4 separate regions of the Zea mays genome follow, and regions 1, 2 and 4 are each linked to region 3. A link is a contact called in public Hi-C data. All regions are on one chromosome and are shown on one strand. The core of a region is the stretch at or near the end of the contact, and the rest is flanking DNA. Distances in the headings are between cores, read along the strand shown. Region 1 holds the start of LOC103647380 (Histone-lysine N-methyltransferase H3 lysine-9 specific SUVH5). Region 2 holds the start of LOC542622 (voltage-dependent anion channel protein1a). Region 3 holds the start of LOC103647382. Region 4 holds the start of LOC100384601.

Region 1 (3,917 bases), core at 400-2,899, 390 kb after region 3:
TGAGACCTCCAAAACACCACTGTCTGCGGTGGTAACAATAGTCCTCCCACAGCCAGGTGGAAATTTGCGTACGGCTGAGACTGCCCTCCTCTTAGGCAGCGGATTCAGAGACGATTCCGACGACCACCGTTTTGTTCTGCTTCCTGCAATTCCATTTTCCTTTCCCTGTAACTCACCAGTGCCTGTTTTGTTTTCAATCTCTGTGAAATCATTAGCAGCAACCTCCTGCCCCATATCGCTGCTGCCACCACAGCCCTTCTCTGCTGCCACCAACAAGCCATCCCCCTCGCCACCGTTCTGCATAGAACTAGCACCAACAGTGGTACAGCTCCCCAGTACTTCTAACGTTGGCCCTGCCACCTGCACCACCCTGTCCCCTTGCTGACCATCCGATGACAGCTTGACTGCACCGCCCACCAATTGCACCTCTCCGTTCTCCCCACCGTCTCCATCCTGCCTAGCCCTCTCCGGCCCTGACTGAGGCAGGGCATGTGGGAGGGCGCTGCTGCGCGCTGCAGGCAAAACAGCTGAGAGATCGTCCACCTTATCATCCTCTTGGTGAGGCAGGCCGCAACTCTGAGCCACAGGTGAAACGGCGGCAGGATCAGCCACCTCTTCCACCTTATCCGACCCCTGCTGCCGAGGCGGGGCGCCATTCTGAGGCAGAGGCGAAACTGTGGCGGCGGCGACGGCCTCCTCCACCTTATCCGAACCCTGCTGCCGAGGCGGGGCGCCGTTCTCAGGCAGAGGCGAAACTGTGGCGGCGGCCTCCTCCACCTTATCCGACCCCTGCGGCCGAGGCGGGGCGCCGTTCTCGGGCAGAGGCGAAACTGTGGCGGCGGCGACGGCCTCCTCCACCTTATCCGGGCATCCGTTCTGAGCCGAAGGCGAAATGACAGCGGGGGCGGCCTCGTCGTCGGCCCTGCCGCCGACGATGGTGAAGGCGCCATCAACGCCATTCACCTCAGGACCTGCCGCGGCCGGAGAGGCCGGCGCGGGCAGAGGCGCAGGGAACCGACCGCACCCGGGCGGCCAGGACCGCTTGGCGGAGACTCTCGAAGGTGTCAACCTGCGCGGCGGTAGCCCCGTCGCGGCCTCGACTGGCGGCGCCGGCGGCTTCACACCGGCCCCGGGCATCCCAAGAACCTGCAAAATCAAGATCGAAATTAGAGGACGGATCTCAATCGAATCGATGGGGCACCCGTAAATAACCGCAATCAAACCCTAGAACCCCCATCCCACCCCCATCACTGAGTCCGCATCACGGCATCAGGCAAACATTTTTCTTCTCTTTACCTGATAGCGCAACCAAAGGAGGAGGAGGAGGAGGGGCGCGCGATGGGCTCACCTTTCTTTCCCCCCGATATGAGCGAGGGGCCGGCGCGAGATTACTCTGCCACGGCGAGTTTGCGCGGAGAAAGAGGAGGCCGCAGGGGAGGCAGGGAGCGGATCTCTCCCGAGGAGGAGGTTGGAGTGGAATGGGAAGTGGTGAACGGGAGGGTGTCCGCCAGCGCCAGGCAGGCACGCGCGCGGCTTCGCGCCCTTGGAGACTGGACGCTTCAGTTCGGTTTTCCGGGCTCGGGGGCGTCCTCCGGTTTCTGGCTATGGATCACTTACTAGTGGCGAAGCCAGGACCAGGCTATCAGTATAAAACCGAATATAACATTAAAAATAATGTATAGGTTTTTAGACACTAAAAGCTAGCTCTTTTGACAGCAGTCACAGCTAACCATACTGGCTGGTATATGGATCTTTAGAGGCTATTTAGTCCACTGGCCATAGGTCGGTCTCCGCCCCCTCTCTTACCACCAAACCAGCCATAAATGTTTCTGGTATGTTTGAGTCTTATTTGAGCTATTTTTCATATAGAGAAGACCTATTTGATTTTGTGTGTGTCGTTACTTTTCATTATGTCAAAGTTGACCTATTCTTTTTTTAAATTATATATATAGGGTGATGGATCTAACATTCCATCACCTGGACCACCATCACGCGTCTACCCACCCGACCGTGTGGCTCGGCTCTCTTTATGCCACACGTGGCTCCTTTTCCTACGCTGCTCCCTTTCACGCCACGCGCGGCTTGGCTCTCTTCGTCCAGTAAAACATTAAGTCATTCTTGTTTTTCAAGAAAATATTAAGTCATTTTTTGTTTTTCAGACATTCTTCGTGTTTTCTGAGGCATTTCTAATTTTTTTCAGCAATTCCAGATTCTAGGCAACATTAAGATATTTTTTGTTTTTTCAATCATTTTCATGTTTTCTCAGACATTCCTTGCTTTTAGTTCAGCCATTGTACGCAACATTAAATCATTCAATTGTTCAGGCAACAGTAAGTCATTAAGCGCCATGAAAACATTAAGTCATTTCGAGCGCGTTAAGTCATTCGAAGAGGAGGTGGCTCGGCTCACGGTAACTATGAGAAAAACCAAGATCCCCAACGAGCTATCACATTCGGGGATGGAAATCAAGGTTTGGTCAAAGGATTGGGTAAAATTGCTATATCACCTGACCATTCTATTTCCAATGTTTTTCTTGTAGATTCATTAGATTACAATTTGCTTTCCGTTTCGCAATTATGTCAAATGGGATACAACTGTCTATTTACTAATGTAGGTGACACTGTCTTTAGAAGAAGTGATGATTCAATAACATTTAAGGGAGTGTTGGAGGGTCAGCTATACTTGGTAGATTTTGATAGAGCTGAACTCGACACTTGCTTAATTGCTAAGACTAACATGGGTTGGCTATGGCACCGCCGACTAGCACATGTTGGGATGAAGAATCTTCATAAGCTTCTAAAGGGAGAGCACATTTTAGGATTAACAAATGTTCATTTTGAGAAAGACAGGATTTGTAGCGCATGCCAAGCAGGAAAGCAAGTTGGTGCTCACCATCCACACAAGAACATCATGACGACCGACAGACCACTGGAGCTCCTACACATGGATCTATTCGGCCCGATAGCTTACATAAGCATCGGCGGGAGTAAGTTCTGTCTAGTTATTGTGGATGATTATTCTCGCTTCACTTGGGTGTTCTTTTTGCAGGAAAATTCTCACACCCAAGAGACCTTAAAGGGATTCTTGAGACGGGCTCAAAACGAGTTCGGCTTAAGGATCAAGAAAATTAGAAGCGACAACGGGACGGAGTTCAAGAACTCTCAAATTGAAGGCTTGCTTGAGGAGGAGGGTATCAAGCATGAGTTCTCCTCTCCCTACACGCCACAACAAAATGGTGTAGTGGAGAGGAAGAATTGAACTATATTGGACATGGCTAGAACCATGCTTGATGAGTACAAGACATCAGATCGGTTTTGGGCCGAGGCCGTCAACACCGCCTGCTACGCCATCAACCGGTTGTATCTACACCGAATCCTCAAGAAGACATCATATGAACTCCTAACCGGTAAAAAGCCCAATATTTCATATTTTAGAGTCTTTGGTAGCAAATGCTTTATTCTTGTTAAAAGATGTAGAAAATCTAAATTTGCTCCTAAGACTGTAGAAGGCTTTTTACTAGGATATGATTCAAACACAAGGGCATATAGAGTCTTTAACAAGTCCTCTTGACAAGTTGAAGTTTCTTGTGACATTGTGTTTGATGAGACTAACGGCTCTCAAGTAGAGCAAGTTGATCTTGATGAGATAGGTGTTGAAGAGGCTCCGTGCATCGCGCTAAGGAACATGTCCATTGGGGATGTGTGTCCAAAGGAATCCGAAGATCCTCCAAATGCACAAGATCAACCATCCTCCTCCACGCAAGCATCTCCACCAACTCAAAATGAAGATGAGGCTCAAGTTGATGAAGGAGAAGATCAAGCAAATGAGCCACCTCAAGATGACGACAATAATCAAGGGGGAGATGCAAATGATCAAGACAAGGAGGATGAAGAACAAAGGCCGCCACACCCAAGAGT
Region 2 (3,463 bases), core at 709-3,208, 470 kb after region 3:
TCAAAGCAGAAGCAGCATCTCCATATTTGTGAGGGGAATGCTTGTCTCGGTTTATCTCTTCCCCATACCCCACTCGAGGGAGCCTCCAGCACTAGGTCTGCCCTTTTTTGAAGAATAAGCTTCCATTTAAGAAATGATAAAGTGAATTAGATTATTACCTTTCCAGATCTCTGATCAGGAACAGCAAAGCTTAAGATGGTCTTCAGCCCTGGTGTTGCAATCTCATCAACAGTAATTGTCGTAATGATCTGAACATCACATCAAACAAGCAGTCAGAACGTGAGAAATATGGCAGATCAACTAGTTAGTCAGAGAGCAAATTGTTGACCACCATAATTAGCATGCTTGATAGTAGTTTGTCAAAGTACAATTATTAGTCTAGGCGATATCATAATAAATGAACATGTTGGAGGTCCATTTTGAGCAAGGGATGCAATTTCCAGGGGTTAAGTATATACATATACAGAGAGAGATTTACATTTGACTCCGAGTTTGCTTTCACATCTATGGTCATGTTCTTGTTCTTTATCTGTGATTGGATCTCGCCAAGGATCAGGTCAGCTTTCTTTGTGCTAGAAGCAGTTACAGCCTGCATGAAAAAGTAAGAGAGGATATTAAAATCATAAGAATATGCTAGCCATGAATGCAAATGACTCTAACATAGTAACAATTTTTAGAAGCATGTAGAACAATCAAACATATACACGCACACCAAAGGATTAATTGTTAAATCATGCAAGTGTTACCATTAAGACAAGAGCAATGAGCATACATAATTCCAGATTCCAATACATCAACGGAAATGCAAGTTGCAAAAGTCAATATGAGTTGAGAAACATAATTAAGGTAACAGCATAATTGGGGTTCAACACAATCTTTTTTCCAGGTGTTTGATACTTCGGTTATAGTTTTATTATTCTCATTGTTTTAGTTCAGTACAGATACATTTTTCCTACAAATCTAAAACTCATCAAAACCAGCAATTTACTCACATAGCAACCGTGGAAGGAAATCCAACGGCACGCGTTGACATCGCTCAGCTCCTTAATTATTCTACTCAATAACTGACTACCCACACTGTCCTCCCAGTATCCACATAGTGCAAACATGTGTAGCATCCCTTGAAAATTGAGCCCGACACCAGTTATGTAACTCGAGCTTGCTGCTATTTCACATCACCTCCAGTTTTTATTAGAAACACAACCGCGAGGGGTTCCACTGTCCCTTTTTATTCGAACCCTTTCCTCCACTGGTCATGACTCAAGAGGGTTTCTCTAGCAACCCACTTATTTAAAACTAGTGAAAGAGCATCACATGTAAATCACACATTGCCGAATCCTGTACTCTACATCAAAAAACCAACCAGCAGATAGACACAGAGCACAACTAATAAGCAGGGCTCTGCAGGAACCCCAATCTAATCAATAAATAATCTCTTGTGCTGGAACAGTCACTCGCTAAGATCGAGCAAGAGAATCCGAAGCCGGCAGACGAATCCAATAGAAGATCATGAACCCATCCCACAGCTACGTCAACCAGATTCATTCCAGTCCGGAGAAAGCACAAAGCAACGCCCTAGTAAAAGGACCGAAGCTGAACAAGAGGAAACGGGGTGTTCCGAAACGGAGCGAAGCACTTACGACGCCATTGGAGGTGTAGGTAGTGAGGGTGAACTTGTGGTCAGTCTGGTAGTCCTTGTACAGCAGATCTGCGGAAAAAGCGAACCAACAACAATAAGCAAACCAACAGAAGAGAATAAACCAGCGAACTGCACCCATGATCCCCAGAGCTTGAAAGGAATCCTTAGGACGGATACCCACCCCTGGTCTTCTTGCCGATCTCGGTGTAGAGGCCTGGCCCGACCATCTTCACGCCGGTGACGACGCGACGCGACGAGGTGTGGTGGCGTGGGGATGCTGCGGGGTGGGAGTTTGGGGGCAGGATGATTGGGAGGCGGCGGATAGGTGGAGGCGAAGCAGACGAGTGGGGGGAGAATAAAGGCGGACATAACCACGCCGTGGAGCCTGCCGTGTGGCCCCGGCTAAACCCTAGTTTATTTTCCTTCTCCTTCTGTGGGGAATTCTCCACCAGGTTCAGACTCCAGACATCTAGTACTCATCCTCAGGCTATCTTCAGCAACGTCCTTTAAATTTCATCCTCTAAAAAAATATTTTTCGTCCTTTACAGTACACTCTAAAATATTACATCCTCTATATCTCTACCATCTCCAGCAGCGTTCTCTAAATTTCCTCCTCTATATCCTATATTCTATATTTTTTGACAACTGTGGGCCCGACCCATGTTCCAATGTCGTTGCCTCCTCCTGTGAGCTCCTGGTCCCACGAGCTGCATGTGGGCCATCCTTGTCGTATCAGCACTATGCCCCTGCTGGCCGGCTGCGTAGCGGACGCACAGTGAAACGCTAAATGTAGCATGCGCAGGCAGCGTCCGGTATTTTACCGGAGGCTTTACCGTCCGTTGCTGGACCAACAAAGGAGCTCGGCGTCCTGTAAATTTGGCGTACAGAACCACATACAGGTCCTTGTTGGACACGGTCTCATGAAGTTATACACATCCCTATTTTCATACTTATATCTATTATGATATAAGATTCATCTCATACACATCCTTATTCTGATATAGGGTCTCAATGGGTCCTCATCCATGACAAGGAAAACACTATTAAATTATATTTCATATGACATTAACAGTCACACGGCACCTAACAATAATACACTACCAATAAATCTGACATTTAATAAAAAAATATGTTTAACCATACAAAACAGCAAAACACAAAAAAAAAACATATGGACTAGTGGATGGGACGGCTAGTGGCTGACCACCTAGGCTAGGTGGATGGGTGCTTAAAAGGGTTGAAAGAGATTAAGTTAGTTGAAAGAGATTGAGTTAGTTGTTGTGCTTATTATCTATTAGGACACACATTTAATTTCACTAGGTGAATATTACTCATGGTTAATTGGTTTTGGATGATTTCTTTCCAAACCCATTTCTGCTTACCTAATGGGTGAATATTTTGTCTCATATTTATACCAATGGGGAGACTTTTTGTCTGATATCCTAACCCTAATAAGGGATTTAGCATCGGTTAGCGAGTATTGGAGTCCCTATTTGAAAGGGAATTAGGCTTACACCTATTTCCTAATTGGTTTTGGTGGTTGAATTGCCCAACACAAATAATTGGACTAACTAGTTTGCTCTAGTCTATAAGTTCTACAGGTGCCAAAGGTTCACATAAGCCAATAAAAAGACCAAGAAAAGGGTTCAACAAAGAGAGCAAGGGATAACCGAAGTGTGCCCTGGTCTGGCGCACCGGACTGTCCGGTGCACCAGGGAACTCCAAGCTGAACTCATCACCTTCGGGATTCTCAGAGACGCTTCGCTATAATTCAACGGACTGTCCGGTGCTCCAGAGGAGAGCGACTCTGAACCCGCTAGCTTC
Region 3 (4,048 bases), core at 665-3,164:
CTTGTGAATACATGTTTAAATGAGGATCGACAAAGTTTTAACCAAACATGTTTGAATACATAGCATAAAACATAAAAACACGTGTTGTTTTGTTGGTGCTCATTTATGTACAATTTTTAACCTTTTTACCATTTAAATATGGAGCAGGAAGTGGTGAACTAAAGGGAAGGGGATGTGATGCGAGATTAGGTTGCAGTGGTTATCTTTTAAGGTGTGAATAGAAGAACATCGGGTTGATTATAAAGAAATATAATATTTTTTTTAAAAAAAATGTCGATGGTAGAACCGTGAAACCAATGGAAACCGCTGTTTCGTATAGTAGAGAAATAGCTAACGACTCTTGCAAAAATAATAAGACGGTTGTAGTATATACTACAATAGTACAAATGGTGATTTGTATCGGTGGATAATAATACCGCCATGCATCCCACAAGATTCTTCCTCAACACTGAAACTCACACTGTCTTGTTCTGATAATAACATGTTTGGTTATGGCGATGAGCCGATGACGACCCCAACAGCGACTCTGCTGTGGCGCGGCGCATATCTGCAAAGCTAGTGCGGCAGCCACTTTGGCCCCTTCTCCTTCCCTTCACTTTTAACTCCCCCCCCCCCCCCCCCCCCCTACACAAGTATACTCATGCTGCTCAATGAAATCAAGCTAAGAGCTACTTTAGAAATCTCAAATCCCCTTCGAGATTGGAGAGGATTGAGGTAGGAATGAACTTATTTCCTCTCGGGATTGGAGGGTATTATTTCTTTGCTTGGAGCTAGCTCTAATGGTACATGTAGATGTCTGTACGGCTTGCATGCATGCAGCGATCGATCCGGGTAACTAATCGATTGAGCTAAGCTGGTGGTTTATATAAATAAATAATAATATGCTGACTGGTATAGATGTGGTTGTGGACGAGTGATCGATCGATGATGAGCTTGCAGTTGCAGCTGCCTAGTCGAGGAGAAGCTGGCACTGGCAGTAGGTGTAGCCTCTGCGTGGGCGTGCGCCTCGTCATGCCGCGGCCACCGTGCCCCCGGCCTTGCCTTCGCCGGCGCGGCGGCGGCCGCTGACGACCTTCGCCGCACCCGCGTCCTTGATCGACGTCGCCGCGCACTTGTCCTTCCACTCCTCCTGCGTGATGTGCCGCTCCCTGCACTCCAGGCTGCAGAACGCCGCCTCGCCCCTGCATACAGGTATAGCCAATTAGCCATCCATATAGGTGAGCGGGGGGAATCGAAGAAAAAAAAAGGAGTTTCAGGACGCGCAGCCGCAGGTTCAAGACAAGAATAGCCCGCAGGTGAGCGAACACGTACTTGTACACGAAGGTGTCGCGGCCGGGGCCGAGACGGCGCCGGCAGAGCCCGCAGGCGCGGAGGAACGCGGCGGTCTCGACGGCCGAGTAGTCGGCCGAGTTGCGGCGGAGCCCCGCTTTTGCCGGCGCCGCGCGGGCGCGGTACGCCGCGATCCAGTCCTCCTGCGCTGCGGCGGCGCCGCCGCCGAGCGCGGACAGCCAGTCCTGCTGGTGCTGCCCACCGCCACGGCTGCTGCTGCTGCCGTTGTCGGGCAGCTGGGCCTCCTCGTCGTCCTCCTCCATCACCGCCGCGAGCGCGAACTCCGTCATGCTCGTGGTCCGGCGCACCGGGTTCTTGCAGTCCCGCTCCCTCTTCCCCACCATATCTCCTTTACCGCTAGCTCCAAGCAAAGAAATAAACGTACGTACGACAAGAAGACAGAGCTAACGCAAGGGTGCGGTGCGGTCGTGATGCTGCGACGATCACAGGAAGAGGCGCCGGCAATGGAAATGCAAGCACGAGCTCTCTTCTCTCCCTGTGTCTCTCTCGTGCCCGCGTGTGGTGTGGAGGACAGGACAGGAGAGAGGAGACGGGAAGTGGTGGGTGAGCTCTGTGCTGTGCGTGTGCGGGATGGAGAGGGCCGGGCCGGGGATAAAAGAAGGGGCGGGACGATCCCGGCCGTCGGATGCGTCCCGGTGGTCCGTCAGATCCACGTCAGCGCTGGGCCTCCTCCACGTCCCTGGGTCCTGGGGGTCGCTTTTGTCATTTTGTTCAGCGGGGGGCTCGCTCGATCAACGATCATTGCGGTTTTGTTCTCTTCGTGGCGCTCGGTCGGGGATCTGTCGCCGCTGCTGAATTTACTTCCTGTCCATCTCACAGGTTTTTACTAGCATCAGCTGTCAGCTTCGCTCGTTGATCTGCTCCAGCCATTCAAAACTATATAGTCTATTTTAAATTTTATTCTAGACTAAATTTCTTAAAACCGTATCTTTTATATGAAGTACATCGATATCTACGATATCCTCTTGTTTTGAATTCTACTTGGAATATGTTTTGATAGTATATTTTCTTTGAACATGTAAAAGTTAATATATATTATTTTTTTTAAAACAATAAACTTGGTCAAATTTGTTGAAGTTTAAATTAAAGTAAATTATGTTAAAATTTGAAACAGAGGGAGTTGATAGCATGACAGATTTTTCCCAAGCAAATTGCTCAATCAACAAATTCTTCGAAGTATATCTCATTATTTTTGAGGTAAAGTCACATATATTCAATTTTTTTGTTGCATACGAATTTACATTTTTTTCTCTCCTCCCTTTTTATGGTTCGGTGTGCATTATTAGTGTCAGCATTTTTCACAACCAATAGTTTTTGGTCAAAAAATCACAATGCTAGGCCTAAAAGTACTGTGATTATTTTCTTTGCAATTTGTAAGCTATAAGAGTACACGAGGGATGATCAAGATTTTAAATCGTGGGCTATGACATTTAGTACTCTAGAGGAAGCTATTTCATTTAGTGTTTCTATAGAAAACATGAATATTTTAATTAATCATGTAGGGAAACATGTGGTTAAGAATGATGTTCATGTTCTTAGTTGATTATGTAGGAAAACATGTGGTTAGGTAAATGTTGAGGATAAGTACTTTATACGTTCTAAACTATAAGACATTTTGATATTTTTAGATACATAGCTTTTTTAAGCACTTAGATATATATTATATATAGATACATAGTAAAACAAAATACCTAAAATTTATCAAAATATCTTATAATTTGAAACAGATCGAGTACATGTATAAGGATCTAGGAAACAGATTTCTAGGTCCATTACTAAACACCCATCAAAATAATCCACATACTCACAACTACAATCAATATTTAATTAAATTCCTTCAATGCTCAAAATCAACCAATTCAAAAGTTATCATATAGTTCAATGCATCATTTATCAACTAAAGATCACAACAAAGATGTAACACCCGGTTTTAAAGGACAAAGCCGGGTGCATCTCATACATGCGCCAAAGAAGACAACATATATAATAACAGAGTGTATAGAGATAAATGTCACAATAATCAGAGTACTTATTACATAGCGGAAGTCTTACAAAATAAAATATAAATATAGCAGGATCTAAAAACTATCCTTGGCGCCAGAAAGTCAACTGTGAGACTCCACCTAGATCGAATCGAACTCCTCGATATGCGGCTCCTCTTGAACCACCTGTTCTTCTCCTGTGGGGGGTGTGAGACAACAAGGGTGAGCTCACACATGATCATCGCTCAACAAGTTGTGGGGAATAATGTGTATGAACTCACCAAAGGTGGGAGTTCATGAAGTGTAAGGCTTACCAAAGGGAATGGTTAAAGCTGAGCATTGCTTTTAAAGTTGGTCAAAATTTTATTAGCAATTACTAGATGTAAGTAAATACCAACCATAATAATAATAGAACAAAATTAATAAATAATCCCATGCAAATGCACATGACAAATTGAATTTAGGTTCCATAAATTAATCATGTGAGGGTCCGAGCCGCTCATGACCGTGAGCACGGCTAGTATACTAGTTTTACACTCTGTAGAGGTTGCACATCTTTACCCACAAGCCGTGTTACCCATCTGCCAAGGGGTCATGAATCCCATACACCTCTACCAAGGAAGCGAGGCAGGGTAACACTACGAGGCCTTTACAAAGTTCCACTAGCTTCAGAAATCCCGCTACAGTTTATAGGAAGCTCCAGTGCAGGAATCCCT
Region 4 (3,589 bases), core at 150-2,649, 280 kb before region 3:
CCTCCTACGGCCTAACCTAGCTGATGGCCCCCGAAAAACACATCACGTGCTACCAAAAAAAAACCTGGCACGGATTTAAAAAGATCCACATCGGCATATCGCCTCCCTCACACACACACACACTCATCAGTGACAGTGAGCCGTGGCGATTGAGGGTCGCGGGTTGATTAGGACCGTGACGGCCCATCACGTGCTGCGATCGTTTTTTTTATTAATGCATGCCGCGGCTAGCACGGCCAGCCCGCGGGAGGTACACGCCACACGCGCGCGCACTCCCATTGGTCTCCTCCCCAGACCCCCATCCCCTCCTTCCTTCTCTCCTAATCCCCTCCCCGGCCCCCAGCCCCCCACCAATCAATATCCATCTTCGTCTTCCTCCCTCCATCTCTCAACGAACCGATCGCTCTCGAGAGTGGGGTGGGGTGGTTAGCGTTAGCTACTTCGCTTCCATCCAAGAACCATCCATTCCGAAGCCGGTAGGCGACCGCCACCGCCGATCTATCGCTTTCCGACTTTTTTTGTAGCCAAGCGTCTCCCCGCCCTTGCAGTCGCCGTCGGCTCCTTTGGGAGCGCGCGGCGCCTTCGCGTGCAAGTAGCGGCAGGTGCGGTTTGCATGTACACGCAGACGAGAACTAGTACGTATGCATCGGCAGTTTGGTGAGCGACGGTTGGGACCGGTGGAGCTACTAAATTCGCAGCCAGGAGGGAAACTTGGCGCCGGAAATCTCGCCGTCAATCGCTGCCGGCCCGCCGCCGGTGGGGATTACTTGTTTGCACTCATGTTTGGGACCGGGCCCCCGGGATTACGCACCAAATAAAACGGAATCGGCGCGGCGAGCTCGACAGCAACTGCAGCTTCGACTCGTGCACAGTGCCGGCGACAACACATGACGCTGGAGAGCACTGGCTGGACAACAAGTAGCTTGTACACCTAGTTGCTTTGGCATTGAAATTGCCTCTCTCTCTCTCTCTCTCTCTCTATGTGTGTGTGTGTGTACGACAGTATCTATGATGCATTATTTCATTTGCACGTCTAAATCGTGTGTGATTATAACTCAAGAATCTAATCTAAAGTGAGATCATGCCGATGATGAGCTACGTTTTTAATGTACAAAGGGGGGCTACAATAACTGCATCATCAGCAAACAAGTGATTAATAAGTAATAAAAGGTATAAGGCCAAAAGGCTAATCAGACCTTTGTTTGTTATGCATGGCGGATTTGGCTTTGGTTCGTCTCCGTAGGCGGCCCCGTACCTCAGCAAAGCATGCATCCCCTACTCCGATGTACAAATCCACGGATCCAGGCCCTCGCCCCGTCCCGGCCTTCCGGGAGCGCCGGCACCGCCGTCGGGTGGCTTGTCGGCGCTGGCTGCGCCCGGTGACGAGGTGGCGGCCGCGCCGGCGTGGGAGTAGTTCAGCTTGCAGCTGCCGCCCGCGACCACGCCCGACAGCTCGTCGCCGCCGTGCCCGTGGACGTCGCTCCTTGGGTGGTGCAAGTGCAGGCCCTCGGAGCCCAAGAGTCCGCCGTGAAAATCCGATGGCGACGGCGCCGGATCGTGCAGTCTGGACGCCGCCTGCCCGAATCCACCGTCCGCCGCGCCGAAAATGGACTGCGTTGACGGCTGCGAGTCCAGGAGGTTCTGGAAGGAGAGGTAGCTGCTGCTGGGGTCCTGCAGCCGGAGAAGCGCCGAGGACGTCAGCTGCTGGAAGGTGTCGGGCGCGACAGGGTTGGAGGGTGCGGCGGCCGTGCCCGTCGGGGCACTGGCATTGGCGGCGCCTAGGTTGGATGAGGACAGCGTGGACGACGACGACGACGACGAAGACGCCGTCGTGAAGGGCGGGAAACTGGAGGACACGGTCGGGAGCTTGTGTGGGAAAGGGCGCAGGAGGTACGGCGGCAGCGAGGCCGTGGCGTCCGCGGCGGAGCGCAGGGAGGAAGGCGGGGAGAAGATGTGGTCGAAGCGGGTGCGGAGCGACGCGGCGGGGCCCCCGACCCCGACGCCCGCGCCGAAGGGCGGGGACGGGATGCCCGTGAACTCCTGCACCATGGCGCGGAAGTTGGAGGTGTCGGTAGTGAGCACCGTCGTGGGCGCCCGCCGCGATGCGCGCGTCCGCTTCCGCGACCCCCTCGGTGGCTGCGCGAGCGCGCCCATCGCGGCGCCCTGCCCCGGCGCCGGCGCCGCCGCCACGGTCGCGTCACCAGCCTGCTGGCGCCCGCCCGAGCCCGAGTCGGGTTGCGCGACGAGCGGGGACGAGGAGGAGGATAGCCCCGAGGTACCGGCGAACGACCCAGATGACCAGGTACCCGCCTGCTGCTGCGGCAGCGGCAGCGGCGGCGCGGACGTCAGCTCTTGGAGGCCGAAGTAGGAGCCGTGGAGCGAGAACGCGGCGGCCGAGGGGGACGGCGACGGGCGGAGCAGTGCGGAGAGCGGAGAGGAGTCGACGCCCCCTCCACCGCCGCCGGCCCGCGAGTCGAACTCGTCGTCGCCGCCGCTGGACGACTGGAGGCTCCCGCTGTTGCCGGAGTCCATCGGGACGCCACCGCAAAGCGCGAACCCACCAACCCTTGGCTTCCCCTCCACTCCCTCTCCTGCCCCGCTTCCTGGTGGTGCAACTCCCCAAAAACAACCAACAACCACCACAAGGAGCTAAAAAGGCCGGATCTTCCACTCCGGGACTCGCTGATCAAGGAGGGACGAGTGGCAGGCGCAGAAAGAGGAGAAGCTTTGCGTCGGGCCGGCGACGCGGTATAAAAAGGGGAGGGGAGTAGTAGAAGAGATCGGTGAGGGAAGCGAGAGCAGGAGAGGAGAGGAGAGGAGGGGAGGAGACGGCTGCTGCTTCGGAGCACGTTCCCGTAAAAGGGACGGCGACTGACTGACGGGCGGGACGGGCCGGTCCGGAGGAAGCTATCGTTGGTTTGGTCTGGTATGTTGCTGTGCGCGAGTGCGACCTGGCTGGCCGGGACCGGGAGTGCGTGCGTGGTGTCCGGGACTCCTCCGGGTCTGGGGAACAGCGTCGCTCCTCGCCCAGCCCATAATTGGTCGCCGGGGGAAAAGGAAAAGGAGCGGAGAAAAGGCTGCGTGCGCGGCAGCTGACGACGGGCCCGCTGGCTGCCATCCACGGGCTTGTTCCCGTCTGGTCTGCCCGCCACCGCCAGTTTGTCCCCGGGCCAGGGCCTTCGTCGACTGGTCATTGTAGCTAGCTTGCAGTGCCCACCAATGATGCGAAGCAACATGTATCTCTGCTGCTAGGCAAACATTAGCTCACACAAAAGTTAAGCTGACACTTAAAGTAGAATAATCTAATTCTTTTTTACTTTTTAACTGCAAAACAAGACACTATGTATATGCAAACATCCGTCTACTGAATATGAGATAAATAAATAAAAAAACACCAACATATATAACAACTCTGCCTAGCTAGGTTTATTTCCTTCATCTAACAAAGCCACTTACCACAGATAATTTTGACACGCCAGACGACGCTGATTTCACAGTGAAAAAGTTGAAGGTAGAACTTTCGGGATACGTACCCGGATATGTCAAAAAAAATAACACAGTCTCCATGCGTAGAATGATCAACCGTACG

Evidence for each region. Hi-C and Micro-C count contacts between places; a contact is called where the count stands out from the background.
Region 1: a contact with region 3 is called in a Hi-C map of endosperm, with 2.7 times the contacts expected there. The contact joins the promoter of LOC103647380 here to the promoter of LOC103647382 in region 3. A contact is called at or near these places in 2 of 25 Hi-C or Micro-C datasets (ear and endosperm).
Region 2: a Hi-C map of leaf shows a contact between it and region 3, with 6 times the contacts expected there. The contact joins the promoter of LOC542622 here to the promoter of LOC103647382 in region 3. A contact is called at or near these places in 2 of 25 Hi-C or Micro-C datasets (ear and leaf).
Region 4: a Hi-C map of bundle sheath shows a contact between it and region 3, with 1.9 times the contacts expected there. The contact joins the promoter of LOC100384601 here to the promoter of LOC103647382 in region 3. A contact is called at or near these places in 2 of 25 Hi-C or Micro-C datasets (bundle sheath and leaf mesophyll).

Annotation. Positions count from the first base shown.
Region 1 is chr2:181,587,879-181,591,795 of Zm-B73-REFERENCE-NAM-5.0, reverse strand. LOC103647380 (Histone-lysine N-methyltransferase H3 lysine-9 specific SUVH5) reads right to left here and starts at 1,649. Exons shown (of 3, transcript XM_008671923.2): 1 at 1,349-1,649; 2 at 1-1,146. The coding sequence starts at 1,137.
Region 2 is chr2:181,509,526-181,512,988 of Zm-B73-REFERENCE-NAM-5.0, reverse strand. LOC542622 (voltage-dependent anion channel protein1a) reads right to left here and starts at 1,958. Exons shown (of 6, transcript NM_001112149.1): 1 at 1,821-1,958; 2 at 1,641-1,708; 3 at 479-589; 4 at 159-248. The coding sequence starts at 1,866.
Region 3 is chr2:181,979,074-181,983,121 of Zm-B73-REFERENCE-NAM-5.0, reverse strand. It overlaps LOC103647382, which reads right to left and starts at 1,914. Exons shown (of 2, transcript XM_008671926.3): 1 at 1,312-1,914; 2 at 331-1,181. The coding sequence starts at 1,673. The coding sequence ends at 1,010.
Region 4 is chr2:182,262,805-182,266,393 of Zm-B73-REFERENCE-NAM-5.0, reverse strand. LOC100384601 reads left to right here and starts at 1,399. Exons shown (of 1, transcript NM_001398818.1): 1 at 1,399-2,853. The coding sequence starts at 2,103. The coding sequence ends at 2,771.